2 separate regions of the Mus musculus genome follow, and region 1 is linked to region 2. A link is a contact called in public HiChIP or PLAC-seq data. All regions are on one chromosome and are shown on one strand. Each heading gives the region's core, a stretch centred on a gene start, on an enhancer-like site or on the middle of the called end of the contact. The rest is flanking DNA. Distances are from core to core; before and after follow the strand shown.

Region 1 (2,890 bases), core at 371-2,870, 120 kb after region 2:
TAACAGGTCACCACTGCCTTTGTGTTCCAAAGAGTATTTATAGATTTGTAGCTAGGCAAACATTTCCTGGTTAAAATTGGTGGATCTGAAAATGAAAGGCCTGTGGGTAAGGGCCCTTTGAGAATGAGGCTTAATAGGTGGGACAGAAAAGTGATCAGGAGGTGAGAGTGAACAGAATGTACTATCAAGGTGCATGGAATTGTCATGGAGCAAATTCAATCAATAAAGGAAATACTGGTCTATTACTTCCAAGTGCTATAAGACTAGAAGTCTCACCGCCCTCTGTCTCATTTATGGACTGTAGGTAACAGAGCACTCTTGGGCATATAATAAATTAGAAAAGTAGGAGAAACACATTCATTGCCCATTTGTATTGGAACACGATTTTAGGCAGCAAGAGAGTTCCCTTATGTAATAGGTCTGAGCCCACAAAAGAATTAGGAATGCCCTCAATAAAGGGGGAGCTCACCGTAAGGCCTGCATCCTCTACTCTCAACTAGAGAAAACCAGCTGCTCGGTCAACGGTCACCTGCTGGCTCTCCATATTCTGTTTGGCTGAGAAGAGGAACTCTACAGTTGTTCCTCTCTTCTTATTTTGAATTCGTAAGCCTGACAAACTTTCCACTCATTCCATGCCTCAGTTTTACTGCTTGAAAGTGAAGATTATGAATGGTAGCTTCTCACAGGCTTTACTTAATGAGGCGGAGCAGTGTCTGAGTTGTATTCATAAGATTGCTTAGATCCTGTGAAGTAGATACGTGGGAGACTCCCATTATGTCTGTGTCATAGGAAAGCCTTTAAAAACAATATGTGAGTAGTTCTTGGATCAAATTAATATCAAAATCCAGTAGATGTTTACTCAGGTATAAATATGTGTCAATGTTCACTGTAAAGCAGCAGCACTGTCCCAGCAGACAGGGAGTGTTTTGATAGATCTTGATTCCAATGCAGGTCCTGTCACTCAGCAACTATACAAAGTTGTCAGAAAACCTATGTGAGTTTTCATAAACATGCAGGATTTAAACTTAGTAGAACAGATTGACGTCTGTCAACTGCCTAATGAAGATGACTATACCCACCTGATGTATATTTGGAACATAATTAAAGCATGGGTAAAATAATCATAAAGATAAGTATGGGTGCCCCCAAATAATAGAAGAATTAATATAGTATAAAACATTTAGTGGTTTTTGGTTTTCTGGGATCTAACATGTAGCAGATAATTTTAAAGAAGAGTCCCTTAAAATCTTATATTTTCACTTATTATCATATATAATAAGGCCATTATGATTTCCTGTTTATTAAAACACTTAATTTTCTCTATTTACAATAAGGATAATATCCTAAGAGAGAACCAGGAGATATAAGTGGATCAAATTACAGAAATAAATATCCCTCTACATGGCTGATATTCTATGGTTTTCCACTCTCAAGAGGCCACGCAGCCAAGTCCTACAAATGAATTCTGATAGGAACTGGATAATTTTTTGATGCGTAATAGCAGTGTTTCACTTTTAAGGCTGTTTCTAATCAAATATGCTGCCACCTACTGCTATCCATGGGGATCAGGGAGAACGTCTTTCTACCCTGAGCATTGCACAAGTAGCCAAAAACCATGCTCAGCATTGGGATGGTTTTAGCTTTCTCGTTTCTTCTATTGGGCCCTTGGGAGGCTTGCTTTAGTAATGGACCTTGGATCCAAATGAACACTTGGCAAGTGCAGAGCACAAAGTGCTTTTGCAGTCACCCGGAGCATTGTCTATTGAAATGAGGGTAGTACAAAAGAAACATTTGTAACAGGAAAACTCCAAAGAAAATAATGCTTTGAAGAGAGGGAAGAAGAAAATGGACAGCTGGGGGAAAAAAAAAGGCTGTAGGTTTTCCCTGAGTAGAGAACAACATGTCTGTAAAGTGAAATTTACATTTAGATCACATGACTTTCTGTTCTGTCTTGAGTATTACATCCTCTAAAAAGCTGTTTATTGCGAATATGATTATTGTATAATCAAGGATAGTAATGCCTTACTAGAATCATTTTATTCCCTCATTATTGTATTAAAAGCTGACATAAGACTGATCATTGTAGAAGCGTAAAGCAGTTCATGATGACAGACTTTCTTTTCTGGTCATGGGATGGTTTCTGGTGCTAGGGATCAAACTTAGGACCTTGCATGTGCTGGAAAAGCATTGGACTGCTGATCAGAACCGAGGGCTCCCATTTGCTTCACACAGACTCTCACTATGCAGTCCTCACTGGCCTATAGTTTGTGATTATCTGGCCACTGCCTCCCAGTACTAGATCTCAGATATGCACATAGCCCAAGGTCCGTTTTCATAGCAAAGTATTATAAACCTGAGACACGCAACAAGAGGAGTTCCTGAATATAGGATAGTGATTTGCTTACTGTTTGATGTCACGTTTCCTCATTTTAAAATTAATAATTTATAATATCAATCACGCTATAATTTTGATCATAACTAAGTGGAATTACAAATATACAAGTATATTATAAAACATTAATCACTATAAAAATTGCCATTGTCACACTTTTCCATATACTCCACAAAACTTGCATTGACGTTCTAAGTTGTAATTGTTTAAGACAGACTGGAGGAAAAAAGTAAAGAAAATAAATCAAATGTTTGACTTTTTTTTTAAACTATAAAGCATTAGTATAGACAGTACTTAGGAGAATTGAAAGGTTTTTTTGATGATGATGATGATGGGAAGAGGTAGGGAAAAAGGCTATAAAGACACACTCAATGTTGACAGAGTAATAAAGATAACTAAGCAAAATACTTAAAGAGAATAAAGTACTAAATGTAAGTAGTCACTCAAATTTATTTTTCCACACACACAGCACACAGGTGCTTAGCACAGCATTTGATT
Region 2 (2,835 bases), core at 286-2,785:
ATTACCTTACATATCTATATTTCTACCTTGTACATTAGCCATCTTCAAGAACACTTGATTATTTCATGGATGACTTGAGTGATGCTCATATGGGAATCATATTTCTTAAACTATGACATGTCCTACCAGACTTGAGTTTTGTCTTTGGTCTTGGGTCTTAGGTCGCTGACTTTTGGTCACTGTTCTTTTTCTCTCTCTCTTTCTCTCTTTCCCTCTCCTCTCCTCCTTTCCCCTCTGTCTCTGCTGTTTTTCTTCCCAACCCATTTCGTGCTAAAATCAATATTTATTAATGAAATGGAGTGAGGAGTAAGATATTTGCTTTGCCTCAAACAGCTTCCTCCTAAACTATCCAAATAAAAATGTAGGGCAACCCTTGTCAAATTTACAATAGTTTCCCACAGAAGTAAAGTCAAGTTTGTTATAGGAATAGGCAGAGAATCCTGTCTTCAAATTTTCGTAAACTTAATATGGCTACAATATACAAGTCTACTTGTGGAACATGCGTGACAAAGGCATGGGACAATATGTGCTGTGGAAAGAATGCTGAAGACAGATGCTGCGGGCCAGATCACCCTCCCCCCTCCTCTCCTCCCCCTTCTCTTCTTCCTCCTCCTTCCCAAATACAATCTGCATTTTCTCAGAGACCCATTTAGATTATGCAAATGAAGAGCTCCTCTACTTGCTTGAAGGGAGCAGGATCTAAACAACAGCACACAGCCTGTGCACAACAGTTGAACAATGCAGATTAGGTGAACCTCCTGTCCTTATAATATGCTAATTAGTGCATTCCTGTCTCCTGCAGAAGTTCTGGCTATGTAGTGATGAATAAGAACTTTAAGCACACATGACACCTCGTTAAAATGTAATTTTCACATCATATATTTGAGCCCTTTACCTTGACAGCTGAGCAATTGTGAATGCTGGCCAGAGAATCCTGAACATTTTGAAAACGCCACTTGTTTGTTAGTTTGCTGAATCTGCTTGTTGAATGGCTAACTTATAGGTGGTGCTCCTGAGATGGGGAAACAGTGGGAAAGGACTGATATCTTAAGTCAGGCTGCTCATGGGATGGCAGGTTACAGTCACTACTGGGCTCCACTTGAGATCCCTTGCTGTTTCCAAAGTTTGGTTTGCCTCCATCTTTGTAGCTGAGTGAAATTTGCAAAACAGAAACAACCGTTTCACCACTTGTTGCTAATCTTGGTCCCAGCTGGAGTTTTTGTTCCTCAGCTGTTTCGCTGTGTGGGAGAGCTCCCTCCCATTCTTCCCGTGCTTCTTCTTTGCTTGTGGGGACAGCTGCTGCTGATTGACACTGCTGATGCTGCTGTTTCCAGGAAGCACAGGGAGAACTTAACAAAATCTCCCAACTCCAAGTCAAACGAATTAATTTTCTCCCACATTTTTTTTTAACCTCTCCTGTATTTTTCTCTCATCTTACTAAGGGTTAAGATTTCCAGAATGACATCATCTACTCTTCAGCCTCTGAATATAAAAACTACAGTCCTGTTCAAAGCAAAACCGACCCTCCTTTTGTACAGCTGAGCCCAGTGTTTCTTAAGAATCTGACATCCGAATGACCTTCCTAGTAGATGTGCTAGTGATAGAAAAAGGGGTCATAGATACAGGGTTTCTTTCTTTTTTTTTCCCTACAAAGCGATGCCGCTAATAAATGAATACCTATTAGAAGATAATCAAAATTATTTCTGCACTTAACATTCAGGGGCATATGAAGATGATGTCTTTGTGAATGAGGATTCTCACGCTCTCCAGCTGTCTTGAGAGGCTGTTGCACTGCTCGTTAGCATGTCCACCAGAGGGCAGACAGGTGGAACTGAAATAATTCTGCAGCTCCTTAGGAGCCCTCCTGGAATGTTTGGCAACAGTAGCAAGAATGTTATTATTGAATATGGGGGTGGGGAGGCTGCTTCAGTTGGACTCCTATCCTTCAGTCCATACTAGGACAGAGAAAAGAGATTCAGCTGAAATTATATTAGCTGCTAAAATAGCTACGTGTTTAATGTCTGATTTTAAACCTTTGAAGTAGTGGCCAAGTACCATAGATAACAGCTCACAAGCATGGGTTTTAAGTACAAATCTACTTCTTTCTCAGTAGAAGTCTATTCCACAAGAAATCAAAAGGCTCCAATAATTTTGATAAATGATGTAACTCAAGATACATAAATGATAGATTAAAAATCTATATTAATGTCTGTTTGTATAGGCTGTGGCTTGTTATTTTATTAGATCCCTCCGAAAGCAAATGGAGAGCATTTCTGTACATTTGCTTTGGAAGAGCTGGGTGTCTCTTCATGATCTTTATACAACAGTACAGATTCACATATCCTATGAATCTATAACTATTGCTGAAGATACAAATCAAAATTATTTTGTACTTCTTTTTCTGCACAGTGTACTTCATGAGTTAATTTTTTTTTAGCTGTAAAACTCAAGCCTTTAAAAATAATTTTAGGGGCTGGAGAGATTGCCCAATAGGTAAGAGCATTGACTGCTCTTCCACAGGTCCTGAGTTCAATCCCCAGCAACCACATTGTGACTCACAACCATCTGTAATGGGATCTGATGCCCTCTTCTGGTGAGTCTAAAGGGAGTGACATTGTACGCACATTAAAAAAAAAGTCTCTATAAGATAATGATGATGATGATGATGCAGAGAAACATCTTATCCACATGTAAATGTAAGAAAATAGCTGTATTTACAGTCCTTGTCACTCTGGCAAGCTTAGCTTTGTCATGTTGTCCCCATGCTTTAGAATAATGAAGAAGTCATAGGAAGATGCAAGGTGAAAGGAAGGGGTGAAGTCAAAGTGAACAGAG

What was found. HiChIP or PLAC-seq counts read pairs in DNA pulled down with a chosen protein or histone mark.
Region 1: an H3K27ac HiChIP or PLAC-seq map of neural progenitor cells shows a contact between it and region 2, with 2.3 times the contacts expected there. The contact joins two enhancer-like sites. A contact is called at or near these places in 5 of 484 Hi-C or Micro-C datasets (embryonic stem cells, forebrain, liver and 1 more), 2 of 115 datasets of contacts at active chromatin or transcription factors (embryonic stem cells and neural progenitor cells) and 2 of 9 other capture datasets (adipose tissue and embryonic stem cells).

The regions. Positions count from the first base shown.
Region 1 is chr5:81,638,656-81,641,545 of GRCm38.p6, forward strand. The region is part of intron 10 of Adgrl3 (adhesion G protein-coupled receptor L3); the gene reads left to right. Among named protein-coding and RNA genes, the nearest start is that of 1700031L13Rik, 480 kb to the right of the region's middle. Within about 2 kb of position 1,621, at least 21 of the 459 cell types and tissues checked have an H3K27ac peak or open chromatin away from gene starts, as enhancers often do. A contact at or near this core is called in neural progenitor cells, where this site is marked.
Region 2 is chr5:81,518,351-81,521,185 of GRCm38.p6, forward strand. The region is part of intron 9 of Adgrl3 (adhesion G protein-coupled receptor L3); the gene reads left to right. Among named protein-coding and RNA genes, the nearest start is that of Adgrl3, 500 kb to the left of the region's middle. Within about 2 kb of position 1,536, at least 73 of the 459 cell types and tissues checked have an H3K27ac peak or open chromatin away from gene starts, as enhancers often do. A contact at or near this core is called in neural progenitor cells, where this site is marked.